2 separate regions of the Sus scrofa genome follow, and region 2 is linked to region 1. A link is a contact called in public Hi-C data. All regions are on one chromosome and are shown on one strand. Each heading gives the region's core, a stretch centred on a gene start, on an enhancer-like site or on the middle of the called end of the contact. The rest is flanking DNA. Distances are from core to core; before and after follow the strand shown. Region 1 has its middle 26 kb from the start of C17H8orf4. Region 2 has its middle 98 kb from the start of SFRP1.

The links. Hi-C and Micro-C count contacts between places; a contact is called where the count stands out from the background.
Region 2: a Hi-C map of fibroblasts shows a contact between it and region 1, with 2.9 times the contacts expected there. The contact joins two enhancer-like sites. A contact is called at or near these places in 2 of 47 Hi-C or Micro-C datasets (embryonic fibroblasts and fibroblasts).

The regions. Positions count from the first base shown.
Region 1 is chr17:9,463,273-9,470,806 of Sscrofa11.1, forward strand. No RefSeq gene overlaps it. Among named protein-coding and RNA genes, the nearest start is that of C17H8orf4, 26 kb to the left of the region's middle. Within about 2 kb of position 4,054, at least 48 of the 83 cell types and tissues checked have an H3K27ac peak or open chromatin away from gene starts, as enhancers often do. A contact at or near this core is called in embryonic fibroblasts, where this site is marked.
Region 2 is chr17:10,387,868-10,395,401 of Sscrofa11.1, forward strand. No RefSeq gene overlaps it. Among named protein-coding and RNA genes, the nearest start is that of SFRP1, 98 kb to the right of the region's middle. Within about 2 kb of position 2,969, at least 10 of the 83 cell types and tissues checked have an H3K27ac peak or open chromatin away from gene starts, as enhancers often do. A contact at or near this core is called in embryonic fibroblasts, where this site is marked.

The sequences.
Region 1 (7,534 bases), core at 2,804-5,303:
GCTTCCCTCCTGGTCCTGTCACTCACTAGTCCTGTGACACTGAGCAAGTCACTTAACTTCTCAGCTTCATTTTCCTTATTCAAATAAAGGAGACAACATTGCCTATTTCAGAGGTTTATTCTTTAGTAAACGAGCTAGGGCATATTTGCTCTGTCATTTCTACCCCTCTGGCTCCCAGTCCCTTCATCCGGATTTAAGTGTAAGGACGGAAGTTCCTGCTGTGGCGCAATGGATTAATGGCTTGTTTCTGCAGAGGTGCGGGGTACAATGGGGTAAAGACCCGGCATTTCGGTGGCTTAGGTCTAGGCTGCGGCTCAGATTCTAGCTCTGGCCCCAGGAACTTCCAAAAGCCTCGGGAGGCTCAAAAAGAAAATACATTAGGAGTTCCCATTGTGGCTCAGCAGTAATGAACCTCACTATCCGTGAGGGGTTGGATCCCGGGCCTCACACAGTGGGTTAAGGATCTGGCATTGCTCAATGCAGCTCCAATCTGGTATGGCTGTGGCTGTGGCCAGCCGCTGCAGTTTCAATTTGACCCCTAGCCTGGGAACTTCCACATTCTGTGAGTGCGGCCCTAGAAAGCAAAAATAAATAAAATAAAATAAAATAAAATAAAATAAAATAAAATAAAATAAAATAAAATAAAATAACATAAAATAAATAAAATAAAATAATAAAGTAAAATATAAAATAGAGAAAGAAAGAAAGAAAGAAAGAAAGAAAGAAAGAAAGAAAGAAAGAAAGAAAGAAAATTAATTAATAAATGTGAAGACCCTGGAATAGAACAATCAGCATTTCAGGTTTCAAACACTTCCATTTTCATCTTGTGTTATTATTAAGCTCCTTCTGAATGAATTTGTTCTGCAATTTTGCCATGGTCTTATGGGGGAAAAAAAAGGCAGTTCATCCTCATGCAAAATATTTTTCAGAGGATGTCTCTGTACCACAGGGTTTTAGCCAGTCTGGAACTGACTCAGCCACCCCCGATGCCAGGGCTTCCCTGAGCTATGCCCTTGGAACATGGAAGCTGTCTCTGCTACACAGGAGCTGACCCAGAGCCAAACCCACCTGCCAAAGACTTAGGTCCTTCCCCAGCCTGTCTGCTTCTGCACTCAAGGCGTCTCCAGAGCTAACAGGAAATGATTCAAGACCAGCGTTGGCCAGAACGACCGTGGCCTTTTCCTCTGTGCCTAAGAGGATTAAAGAGCTTGCCTCATGAAACTTCCCTGAATTGCTCTACTGGTTCAACCGGTTCCAAACATTGTGAGATAAGGGACATCTTTTGCGTGGTGTACTTTTGTAGTCACTACCTGAGTGAGGACAAGCAGTACCTTGCAGGGTAAACACATCCCTTTCCTACATCTCCCCCACTGGGTTTAAAGAAGATGATTCAAATTCACTTTAACTGAGAGGCGTGTAACCTCCCTAGCGATATGCTGGTAGCCCCACAGTGGGCCAGGCCATGGGTGTAAAGTGACACAACGTGTCACCTTGCCCCTGAGCTGGCAGGAACAAATACTAGTCACAGATGTGTGTGTATGTGTGTATATATATATATATATATATATATATATATATATATATTTTTTTTTTTTTTTCTTTTCAGCATATGGGAATGAGTCTAAAGTACAGGGTGGTGTTATGCGGGAGACCTCCAGGGAACATGTGGTTCATGCTGGTCCTGTTGACCTAAAAAAAAAAAAAAGCACAACCTGAAAGTTGAGAGTTAGGTTTTATTTGGGGGCAAAATTAGGACATAAGCCCAGGAGACAGCATCTCAGGTATCCCTGAGAAAACCACTCCAAAGAAACAAGGGGGCAGCCAGGATATATAGGATTTTTGGCAACAAAGGGCAGGATGGCAGGAACAAAAGAGGCCCGGGCTCACTGACATCTTTCCTTTGATAGGCACCTCAGCCATCAGGTATCCTGAGTTTTCACAGCCCTCGGGCTCCCTGGCTCTCCCCCTTGGAGGTGGCTGCATTCCAGAGGACTGTGACTTCGTTTGTTGTGTACACTTAGCTACAGCGAGCCAGCCAGCCGGAAGGGTGGTATTTCAGAGCACACTGCCCCAGAGAGGCAGGGGGACCCGATATCAGTGTATATGACCAAGGCAAGGGGGAGGGGCATGCAGCCGTGCCCACATTTTACAAAAGTTTGTTGCTGGTCTCTGGCAGGTTAGTCACAAGCAGCAGGCATCACCCTGAAGGATTCTCGTGTTTTTCTAGACATGAGGAAATACAAGAATTGGGCACATGCAATAGTCCCCTAAAACGATCTGACTCTCTGAAGACCCGTTCTCCCAGTTTTCCCAAAGCACCGACTGCGTGATTCCTGATCTCCCTGCTGAGCTCGACTCAGGGGATGCTGCGGGTCAGCAGCTGCCGTGGCTCATGATTAAACCCATGCAGAGGCAGATGGCAAGTGCCAAACTCCAGTTTACAGTCCTTACTGAGAAAAGTGAGTCAAAGGAATTCCCACTGTGGCTCAGCGGTAATGAATCTGACGAGTATCCATGACGACTTGGGTTTGATCCCTGGCCCCACTCGGTGGGTTAAGGATTGAGCATGGCTGTGAGCTGTGTCACAGACACAGCTTGGATCTGGTGTTGCTGTGGCTGTGGCACAGGGCGGCAGATGCAGCTCTGATTTTACCCCTAGCCTGGAAACGTCCATACGCCACAGGTGTGTGACCCTAAAAAGACAAAAAAGAGTGAGTTGTAAAGGATGCCTCAGCCAGGTGAAGAGGAGAGGGCAGAAGGGCCCCGGGTGTGCAAAGGCCCTGAGTCCAGGCAGGTAGCTTGGTGGCTTGGAGGGAGTGGAAGGTAGTTTGATATCCGAGGTGATGGAGTTCGTGCTATTGGACCCTTAGCACAGTGCCAAGTCAATGTCATGTTTCAAAGAGAAGAATGGCAAAGTGGGTCCATGATTTTAAGAACTCAGTCTGGTCGCTGTGTGGGAAGTGGATCAAATGAACACAGGAGGCAAAAGAGGGTGTGAAGAGAGGAAAGGCAATGTGGGGGCCATGAGCGTAAAGGGGGAATCCTTCTCAAGGACGTGGAGATGATACAAGTGGAGGAAGGAGCAGCAAGATGTGCAGAAGGGGGAAAGTATCTGTCAGAGAGAGGGGCTGGGCATAGTCTTTGGGATACAGCAGCAAAGCACAGCAGGGCATGAAGGCAGAAGAAAGGCAGCTTCCTCTGTAAAGATTTGAACCAGTTGCAGGACAGGGGTGGTGGGAGGTGAATTGCAGACTGGCTATTTGTGAGCCTCAGACAGTACACACTACTGTATAAAATAGACGATTAATGAGAACCTACTGTCTAGCACAGGAAAATCTACTCAGTAGTTCGTAATAACCTATCCTGAGAAAAATGAAGGGATATATGTACATGCATGATGGATTCACATTGCTGTACAGCTGAAACTAATGCAACATCGTAAGTCAACTATACTCCAATAAAATGAAATTAAAAAAGAAGAAAATCTAGAACGAAGTCCCTCATCTCTTCCTTACATCACTGCCACCCCATCCAACAGAAGCTGAGTCTGTTCAAGCAGCCATGCTGAGCCCCCTTCCCAAAAGTCATGGTCCAGGTTGCTGTGGCCTGACCCCAACTGGTCACCGTTATGTCACATACAATACCATTGTGCAGCAGCCATCTGATGTTCCACAGCGTCCAGAGGACACCCTCTGACAGTAGGGCCTTTGGAGGGAGCAGCTATGTGTGACTAGTAGGGGACCCACCCCCTGCACCGAGTTCCACGGATGAATGAATATGCCCCTTTGGTCACTCATGGAGAAAGCTTTCTGACAGAGGAACCCTTTGCCCTTTGCCTGTGATTAGTAAGCCAGAGATGACGCTATCCTCTGAAAGTTCCCCAATGACCAAATTTGGCTTCCGAGGAACTGGGCAGAAACATTTCTTGTGAGTCATGCCTGTTTGCCTCATGTTCCTCATCCTCTGTTGTTATGGAAACCACACAGTGCAGCCCAAGGGTTCAGAATTCCAGCAGTTGGCCTCAAAGTTACCCCTAGTTGATACAGCAAAGAAGTTTGCTTGCTTGGTTAATCTTTAGCTACCTCCTGCCCTGTTCACAGGGGAAGCTGAAGAGCCCAACACAGCCTAGAGCCCTGGCTGTTCTTTTCAGGTGAGTCAACATAAGAGACATGCCCTTGTGTTCTGCCCTGAGGACGACATAGATATTTAGAAGAATTTGGGATGACTTCCTGGGTTATCTGGTTGTGAGATCAAAGCTGCCCCCTTGCCAACACAGACACTCAGCACATGTGAAAGGAATTTAGGAATTCCTCACATTGTCTTTTTTGGGTTCATCCCCATCTCTTCGCAAAATCTCCAAGCAAATCTTAATAGCCGTGGGGTTGACTTTGGGAAATGTGACCTTTAGAAAGATGCTTGACGGATTCGTGCTACTTGAACATCTTTGAGGATATCTGCAGATCTCTGAAGCCCCGACACAGGAAAGGTTTATGTTCGTGGGGCCTCCTGATGATTCAAAGGCTGATAGTGTGCTTCTGCTTCGTGGCTTCTTCAGCAAGGAACGTGAATAAGAAAGACCTGGACTCTTAGCTTGGCTCTACTGTTTAATTATTTCTTGACTGCAGGTCCCTTGTCTTTGTGAATCTCCATTTATCCACCTGCAAAATGGTGTTATTCACAGCCATCTCACAAATTGTTGCAAAGACCAAAGAGATTAAGTGGGCAGGTTACATAGCACCATTCCTTATACCTAGTAAATACTCAACCAATGCTATTCAATTTTCTTTTTCTATTAGACTAGCTGCGTTGTGGCCAGTTTGCTGCCCAACAGCATTGCTGGTTGCATGTGGACAGAAGAAGGGGCAGATTCACAGAGAAGGTGAAATAATGAAAAAGAAAAGAAAAAAGAGTCACACTTAGGAGTGTCTGCATGCCATCCATGCAGTTGCCCCGTCTCACCTCACCTATAGGACCTCACTTGGGCAAGGGACTGAACTTGAAAGCGCTGTGGCCATAAACTGTAAAGTCTGGAGAATATACTCTTGAAGCCAGGCATTTCGATCAATATAAAGGAAGCGACGTGACATGCATGACTCCTAGCCCTGATAAATTTATATTTATCTTTAAACAACTGCACACAAAAAAAGAGAAAAACACACGGTGCAGAAGAGATAAATACGGAGTCGACAACAGATTACGGTTGTTGGAGTGAGTAGAAGTATCAAATTACAATTCAGGTTTCCCCTGTCATTATAGCTCATGTGGGTGAATGAGTCACATTAGCAATAATGCATCTAATTGGACTGACGTATGTCTTCTCCCATTATGGGAACTCAATCCCTTGCAACTTTAGATATTCCTGTGAATCAAAAGAATGTTTTACACCCATGGGTTCATACCTCTTGTTGATGTGGGCCCTCTGTGAGGTCAGTTATGGAAGGTCACTCATTACGTCTAGGGCCACTGGTGTTGTGTGAGAACACTCAGGTTCATCCCTTTGGCAGAGTTTCTCCTGCATTTCAAATGCTAACCTTTCTAGGTGAAACAGTGTTGCTGAGTTCTAGCAGGGCTTGTTGGGTCCATGCCCAGGGAGGAGCTTGTCTCTACCATATTCCTTTTAACAACATATTAGTTGGCCATTGAAGTCAATTCTTGGGGTCCTGAGTTTTCTTAATAACAGAGCAGTTTATAGCTTCTGTCTATGGCCCTCTCTTCCCAGAGGTACCAGTTCCATGGGGCCAGAATAGAGACAGATACTGTCTCAGATCCACCTGCTACGTCTCTCTCTGTCTCTGTCTCTCTCTCTCTCTCCTAGCCTCAAATAGTAATGAAAATAATCCCTGAAGGTCCTCCCCCATCATTAAGCAAACACATTCAGACAGGTTAGAACATCAACTTGAACACATGCTAGGACTTTGCACCAAAGAAAAATAAAACTAATTTAAGTGAAAAGGACATTTTAGTTGAATACAAGTAAGAAAACATCACTATGAGCTGAAGACCTTATGACTATTAAAGTCCTAAGAGATCATAAGAAATAGGGGCCAGATCAGCAAAGACATCCAGTCTTAGGCTGGCAAGTTTATCCTGAATCTGAAGGGCTCTGGATAAAAACAAACATAGTTGAAACTCAGCTTCTGTATTCTGTCTTTTTAAAATGGAACAAGTGAAAATCAAATCCCAATCTACCAAGTACCATTTTGTGCCTTTGCACAACTCCTGTCGAAGCGTCAGCTTGTCCTTCTGTGACATCGGGGTCATTCTTACATTGTTAAGGATTTCTGTAAGGAGTAAATCAGATGATATACGTAAACTCACTTTGTATATACTGAAGTGCAGAATAGGATCTCAACATATGTGTCCTTTTCCTTTCCCCTTAGTTAGAAGAAAAAGATGCAAGTATTTTCACCTTAAAAAAATTAAAACCACTTAAAAGAAAGTTTAGGAATTACCTACATATTTTATTTTTAAAACTTAAAAAAGAGTTATTTTTTTTAATTTTATGGCCGTATCTTACGGCATACAGAAGCATACGGAAGCTCCCTGTCCAGGGATTGTATATGAACCACAGCTATGGAAATGCCAGATGCTTTCACCCACTGCACTAAGCTGGGGACAAAACCTGCACCTCCGCAAGGACCTGAGCTGATGTAGTTGGATTCTTAATCCACTGTGCCACAGCGGGAACTCCTACCTATATATTTTAATTCTTCACCTCTCAATGATATACATCATGAAGGAAGATAACGGAGAACAATTTTACAGTCAGAACTTAGGAGTTTAGAAGGAGAAAAGGATAAAATGAACCTTCTGACCCTAAAGTGAGTGTGCGTATGTGCATGTGCGTGTGCATGTGTGTGTATGTGTGTGTGTTTGGTCTCACCCACAGTATGCAGAAGTGCTGGGGCCAGGGACTGAACCCTCACTACAGCACTGACCAGAACCATAGCAGTGACAACACTGGATCCTTAACCCACTATGCCACCAAGGAACCACTAAAGTGTCTTTCTTCCTTTCATTCTCTGATAAATCACACCTAAATCCAGATTATGTATATTATTGAAATGCAGCAAATAAAAATAGCAACATCTTCTCTTTGAATAGTTGTGATATTACTAGAAAATGAATTTATCACATTTGCTTCCTCTGACCTGTTACTATATTTTTTTAACTCTGTGTATTCTGATTACTTCTGTCATTTATACACAAAACCAAAGATTTTAAAAATATTGCGATGTTATTGAAATATAATTCCCAAACCATACAATTCACTGAATTAAGGTGTAATTTCAATGATTTTTAATATATTTACGAAGTTGTGCAACCGTTGCAGCAATGAATTTTAGAACTTTCTCATCACCTCCCCAAAACCTCTCATATCTTTCATCAGGTGCTGTCCCTCCCCCCCTTAGCCCCTCCCCTTTCCCCTTAGCCCCTCCCCTTCCCCTTAGCCCCTCCCCTCCCCTGAGTAACCATTGATCTACTTGCTGAGACTATAGATTTCCCTATTCTGGATTTTCCAAAGAATAAAAAT
Region 2 (7,534 bases), core at 1,719-4,218, 920 kb after region 1:
CGCTCAACCTCAGAGCGATAATTGGCAGCAGATGGCTTGGCGCTGACGGGCTGGATGGAGTAGGACATGCCCGCGGCGCTCAGCTCTCATCCATCATCAGTTTGCTCTCAGAATGGGAATAGGAGCTCTACAGGGAGGCTGGGAGCAGAAAGACGCCAGGGTTGAGTCAATTCCCAGCAGAGCTTCAGCCCAGCCAGAAGGGGATGTGAATGCTTCAAAGGAGAGGCAAGGGGGCTCGAGAGCACAGGTACTGGGGGTGGAAGTCCTACTCCTAAAACCAGCTGAGGTCTGGGGCTGAACTAGCCGCTGCCTGCAGCCACCTCATACGGCATCTTCTCAAACCCATGCCTTCTAGGGTGAACATGGTCCAGGTGGCAACTTACAGATGAGCCATCAACACTGCCAGCCTGGAGAGGGATGGTGGTGTGGGGACAGCCCCTGATAAGCTGAGCACCTCTCCTGGCTGCCCAGAGTTCTTTCTACCTGGCTCCTCATGCTTACGGCACTCAGAAAAGGCCTCTGCCAAGCCTGGGAAATGCCAGGATCACCCCATCATCTACAAGAAGCCAGCCTTGAGCAATGAGGGGCAGCGGGAGGGACTGTGGCCTTGCTCGCCCATTCTGTGCTGGCCATCATTAGAGATTTGACTGTACCTCCAGGAGACACAGCCAGTTGCTGCCCCTGTGGATGGCTCTGCCCTGGCCCTGAGAGAGAGGACCTTGGCTGGGGCAAGGGCAGAGTGGGGGGTCTCAGCCAAATGCTGCCGTCTTCCCACGAGGCTCTGCTGTCAGGGCCTCCTCAGCTCTGCCTCGGCTCGGACAGGCGTGGGTGGAAAAGATGGGAAGAAATGCACAGTGCTCCTCTCAAGTCCTAAGTAGGTCCCGCTTTCCTCCTATGGCTCCCCAGACAGAACAGATTCCAAACTGCACCCCAGATCAAAGCCCCTCAGATGCGGCCCCACTTGACCATCTCCCGGTGGGACCACCACCACTCGGCCGGGACCTGACCTCAGGGGCCTGCCTCCCCACCCCCGGCTCAGCCATCAGTCCAGGTCACAGTGCGCCCCACCCTCTGCTCCCACCCCATCCCTACACGTGTGAACCCTGCCCCCCTGGACCCCACGCCCGTCCAAACCATCCCACTCTCCAAGCCAAGTATGAAGACCCATAAGTGTTCTGTCCAGACCTACCTCTGCTCTGAAACATTCTCGCCATGCAGTGTCCTTGGCAGAAGAACTTCTAGACCCGATGTAGCCCATGCTTAGGAGTTTTATAACGTCCACCAAACTGTAAGCCTTGAAGGGGAGAAACACTTTGAGTTTCTTCAGACAATTTTTTTTTTCTTTTTAGGGCTGCACCTGCAACACATGGACGTTCCCAGGCCAGGGGTCTAATCAGAACTGCAGCTGCCAGCCTACACCACAGCCATAGCGACATGGGATCCAAGCTGCATCTGCGATATACACCACAGCTCACGGCAACGCAGGATCCTTAACCCACTGAGCAAGAGGCCAGGGATTGAACCTGCATCCTCATGGATGCTAGTTGGGTTCTTAACCAGCTGAGCCGTAATGGGAACTCCTCAAACATAATTCTTGTGGCTGAATGGACTCCAGACTAAGTGCCAAGGACCCCAGGCCACTGCCTACCTCTCAGCAGCTTTCCAATCTGGGGAAAGAGATGGGGTGGCGTGGTGAGGAGGTCCTACTCAAAATCCCTCACCCCGGCCTTGCACACATCGCATTTAGTCTTGCCCCAGTTATCTGACACAGAACCATCCAGCTTGCTTATGGGTTGATAGCCAATCTATGTCACTGCACAACTCTAGAAGAGTGTCACCCACTTTGACTCCAGCATGACTTAGCCCCACCCCCAGAGTTGCACAGTGCGAAACCTGCACAACCACACATGGCTATACTGTCCAAATTCCTGTTGCCAGGTGACCAGAAGCCCATGATTTTAGAGCTGTTCCTCTATGGCCACTAGGAGAAAAAAGGACACCAGAGGTGAGCTGAGCTTGGAGTTAGGCTGAACATTCGGCCTGTGGCTTGAGAAAGAGCCAGCTTCTTTCCTCCACACTCTGTAACTCATGTGCCAGGAATCACACTGAACCACCACTGGGCATCTGGTCATGCCTTTCCTTCCTCCTCGTGATGGAGAAACTCCGGGCCAGGTTTGGGACCAAACCAAGGCCCTAGGGCCATCTGGGATAAACCAGATCGCTGCTGCTTGGGATCCAGACAATTGACACAATCTATTAGACATTTTGTCCCCATCACCACCACTCATCACAGAAACTCCTGAATTCCAAGTGAATTCCCAATTTCCCAGTTCCTCTTCATTTTCTTCTGCCCCAGAGAGCAGCCTGACCTCAAGGGCTGCCCACGCACTTGCGGGGACCAAGCCTTTAGTCATGCCATTAAGACTTTCCAGACGGTGCGTAAGCAGAGGCCGTTCTGCAGCAGGCAGGAAATTATCAGTAGAAGTGGAAGTGACAGCGTGTTTAGCAAACATTAAACCAAGGAAGCTTAAAAGGTCTTTGAGCATCGTTAAATAAACATTCAGGATGACTGAGAGGGCAGAATAGAAAATGGAAAGGAAAGTATAAACACTTTCCGTGGGTGGGGAGACCTCTTTCTTCCGTCGTCTCCTGGGACCTGAACGAAGCCACCTAATGCTTAAGATAAAATGACTCTTTGCAGGCAGAGCACCGATCAGCAGACATTCAGAGCAAAGGGACTTGGCCTCTGTGTCTGTCTCAACAGTCAGAGTTTGGCTCAGATATTCATGCCTGGGATGCTGGGCAGCCTCCCAGTCTAGACGGTCCCAGGGGCACAGCTGACTCAGGGCCTCACCCTCAGAGATGCCCCAACTGGAAAGGTAACAGGAAGACCAGTATGGGGACAGAACAGCCCCTGCTGGGTGCCAGATACATTAGTTAAGCTTCAAAACAATGCCCATGACATTGGTGTTCTTACCAGCAAGGGAAACTGAAGATGCCAGAGATCAAGGTGGCACAGTGAGTGGCAGAGCCGCAGCTGGGACTCCTATCCAGTGCCCCCAGCCCACCTTCTGGCTCCACACCCACAATGACATCAGGCACCACAGGAGGCTCCCACCAAGGTCCTCCCAGGGGTCCCAAGAGGGAAAACAACTGGGAGACAGAGGGCGCGTTGGCAGGCGGGCAAAGCCAAAGTGACAGGCTCAACCTCTAGAGTGACAAGGGCACAGATGGCCAGGACATGGACCTTGGCAGCTTCAGGCAACAGCATCTGCCGGGCCCCCCTTGCTTTTCTGAGGGTTCTCAGAGGATTCAATTTTCGCAGGCTTGAGTCACAGAAAAGACAGCCAGGCTCCCAACTGCAGGGGGTCATCCTGGCAATGTCACCACAAACAGAGCGGTGGAAAAACCTGTCCTCATTTTCTACTGTGGGGGCTCCAAGGTAGCCAATAATCTCAGTGCTTTCCTGCAGATGCAGAAGACACAGGCACCAGGTTAGGGAGTGTGTGTCCTGGGGATCAACCCTCCCAAACACACACACACAGACCCACACAGGCACACAGACACACATGCAAACACACACACACACACATCCCACACACAAACTCACACAGACACACACACACACACACACACACACACTCCCCTCTCCCCTAACAACCAGGATGGCTGAACCCCAAAGGCTACCACATGTACCACAGGCCCACCTCCCCACCAGGCGCCCTCAGCTACACCTTCCAGCTCTTGTAACTGGGAGTCCTTAAGAATTTAACCCAGCAAAACAAAAGGCAAGTCAATATATAAGAATCCAGGGAGTTCCTATCATGGTGCAGCAGAAATGAGTCCAACAAGGAACCATGAGGTTGCAGGTTTGATCCCTGGCCTCGCTCAGTGGGTTAAGGATCTGCCATTGATTGCCGTGAGCTGTGATGTAAGACGCAGCTCCGATCTGGTGTCGCTGTGGCTGTGGCGTAGGCCAGTGGCTACAGTTTGGATTGGACCCCTAGCCTGGGAACCTCCATATGCTGCAGGTGAGGCCCTAGAAAGCAAAAAATAAGAAAAAGAAGAATCCAGTAAGTGCAAGAAAAACAGCCACAGAGCCCAGCACTTCCAGCAGCACCTCCTCCAGGGCCTCCAAGCCTGGGTTTGCACACTCATTCCACACCCTCAGTTCCTCCCCTGCCTCCCCACCCCAAGCTGCCCGAGGCTCCTGCAAAGCAGCAAGGAGCCAGCAGTCGCCAGCACCCAGCCGCCCTCCCTCCCTCTGTCTGATCCTCAAAGCCCGCAGGCCTCTTGCTCTTTGTCCCCAGTCCCAGGTTCCTCCCAGGTCCCCAGCTCCGGGTCACCTCCTGGGGACTTTCCTCCCTCCTTCCTTCTCTACCTTCCCCCACTCTCTGCCCTCCCTCCAGCCTCCACCTTCGCTTCACCAAAAACCCACTGCAAGTTCCAAGGACAGGTCCCCCTCCCCTGACCCCCCTGGAACCTTCTCCAGCCCGGAGCCTCACTTCGCGTTGAGGAAATGGGTCCCGACTCCTCACTTAGGTTCTAAATCCCTGGAATCAGAGTCTGCAGCCGCCTGGCACGGGAGGGCTGCTTCGTTGGCTGGGACAAGGAACATAGGTCCTTTCTGTGATAAAGTCAGGCTGGCGGCCAGGCTCTGGCGGGACAGACCCCTGTAAGACCTACTCCACTTAGGGACCCTGGGGCTCTAACAAAACCCCGGGCGCCTCTCCAGATCAGCCACAGCTTCAACCTCAACCTGCAAAATCAAACTCTGACCTCATGTCTGTTGGGTTGAACCACAGCCCAGGGGCGAGAAGGAGCCTCGAAGTAGTCTTGACCGTCACATGTTGAATCAGTTAGGAACGTCCACAAACAAGGTTCCATCTTCTCCACATGAGAGTTATTTTTATCGTCTGGTACAATGACTCAGAGAACATGTACCATTTATGTGAGGCTGGCAGGGCCTATCTGAAGCCTCCGACATGTGCATTCGCTTACACGCCCTGGGATTGTTAATGCTCCCTTTGTTTTCTTGTAATGATACATTTTATGGGGGAGGCACTCCCCACAGGGGTGTTTTTCAAGATGCTGTTGGAGTCACCCTCTTCGGGAATAGAGTTTCCACAAGCACCACAGGGGCTGGTCGGGGGAGGAGGGCCAGCGGGGGTGGGGGTGGGGGGGGAGGCAGCTGTGTATGGGCGTAAGGCGCCTGGGTCCCCAGCTGTGGTCTGAGCCAAGCCCGGCCTCGGGATGGAGATCGGGCCTTCGGGTCCAGTCCTGCCTGCGTGCCCTTGGGCAGGTTGCTGAGGCTCCCGGAGCCTCTATTTTTACATCCGTGAAACACACTCACAGTGTTGGTTTCCTCGGATGCCATGAGGAAAGGGGAAGCTTAAAACCACAGAAATGGATTCTCTCAAAATCAAGGTGTCCCCAGGGCTGTGTTCCCTCTGCAGTCTCTAGGAAGACTCCTCCCTCCCCTCCTTTATTTTATTTTATTTTTTCCTTTTTAAGGCTGTCCCTGCGCCATATGGAACTCCTGAGCTGCATCTGCAACCTAGGCCACAGCTTTCGGCAACACCGGATTCTTAACCCACTAAGCAAGGCCAGGGATCAAACCTGCATCTTCATGGAAACTACGCAGGTGTCTTAACCCACTGAGCCGCAACGGGAACTCCAAGAATCCTCCCTTCTTTGGGCAGCTTCTGGTCACTGCTGGCCTTCCTTGGCTTCTAGCAGCAACATCCAATCTTTGCCTATATCGTCAGATGGCCTTTCCTCCCAGGTGTGACTCTGGGTCTCAGCATCCCTCTCTTTTCACATATAAACCCTAGTCATTGGATCGAGGGCCCGCCCTAGTCCAATATGACCTCATCTTACCTGGATCCGATGAACAAAGACCCAATTTTCCAAATGGATTCCTGTTCAAAGGTACCAGGGATTAGGACTTGAATATATCTGGAGGGAGGGCACAATTTCACCCACTACAAAGGTATAATAATACGTCCCTCCCTGTAATGTCTAGGGCGAGGCAGGAGGAAGTAAAATCACAGCGTGCACAGTGATTGGCGCATATATGCACAGTCATGCAGAGTAGTCATAACACAATGACTTTGGCCTGAGCAAGGATGGGCTAAGGAGGCCAGGAGGGTGGGTGAGGCTGGAGTCTCAGAAGGTGGTGTGCACAGGGCAAGGGAATGGCCATATGCTGTGCTACCCGGTGTCCCTCTGGTTTAGGGCAGGCACCCACCTGCAACCAGAATTAGAGGCAAGAGGGCCTGACTCCCTGGGAAGAGGTTAACAGGGAGTTTGCTTTGGAGAATCAAAGCAAGAAGCTAGCCATACACACGGGCCACACACAGCAGAACGGGAGCAAGGAAACCTCCTAAGCACAGAAGTACCCCCAGTGAAGGATGGAAAGACATTCTGGAAGGGACGAGATGAGTCTGCTCTGTGCTTAGGACTGGACCTGCTGTTTGGGGGGAAGTCGAGAAATGAGGGGGGTTCCTCAGACACAACCATCCCAGACCTATGCCATCCCTCTCTTTGATGCAATGAGCGCTTGTTGGCATCAGTCAGCTCAGGGAACCCTGCATCCCTTTCTTTTTCTTTTTTTTTTTTTTTATTTTATTTTCCCACTGTACAGCAAGGGGGTCAGGTTATCCTTACATGTATACATTACAATTACAGTTTTTCCCCCACCATTTCTTCTGTTGCAACATGAGTATCTAGACATAGTTCTCAATGCTATTCAGCGGGATCTCCTTGTAAATCTATTCTAGGTTGTGTCTGATAAGCCCAAGCTCCCGATCCCTCCCACTCCCTCCCCCTCCCATCAGGCAACCACAAGTCTCTTCTCCAAGTCCATGATTTTCTCTTCTGAGGAGATGTTCATTTGTGCTGGATATTAGATTCCAGTTATAAGTGATATCATATGGTATTTGTCTTTGTCTTTCTGGCTCATTTCACTCAGTATGAGATTCTCTAGTTCCATCCATGTTGCTGCAAATGGCATGATGTCATCCTTTTTTATGGCTGAGTAGTATTCCATTGTGTATATATACCACATCTTCCGAATCCAATCATCTGTCGATGGACATTTGGGTTGTTTCCATGTCCTGGCTATTGTGAATAGTGCTGCATTGAACACCTGCATCCCTTTCTAAACCTCTCTCTGTGTTTCTCAGGTAAACCCCACCCACTCTTCAAGGACCTGGTTCAGCATCCACCTCCCCTAGAAACTTTCCCTGCCCACCCTAACCTCCTTTTTTTTAATTTATTTTTTAATTGTATTAAAATATAGTTGATTTACAATGTTGTGTTAATTTCTGCTGTAGAGCAAGGTGACCCAGTCATATATACACACATTCTTTTTCTCATATTATCTTCCATCAGGTCCCATCACAAGTGATGGGATATAATTTCCTTTGTTGTACAGTATGACCTCATTGTTTATTCATTCTAAGTATAATAATTTGCATCTACCAACCCCAAACTCTCAGTCCATCCCTCCCCACCACCCTCCCTCTGGGCA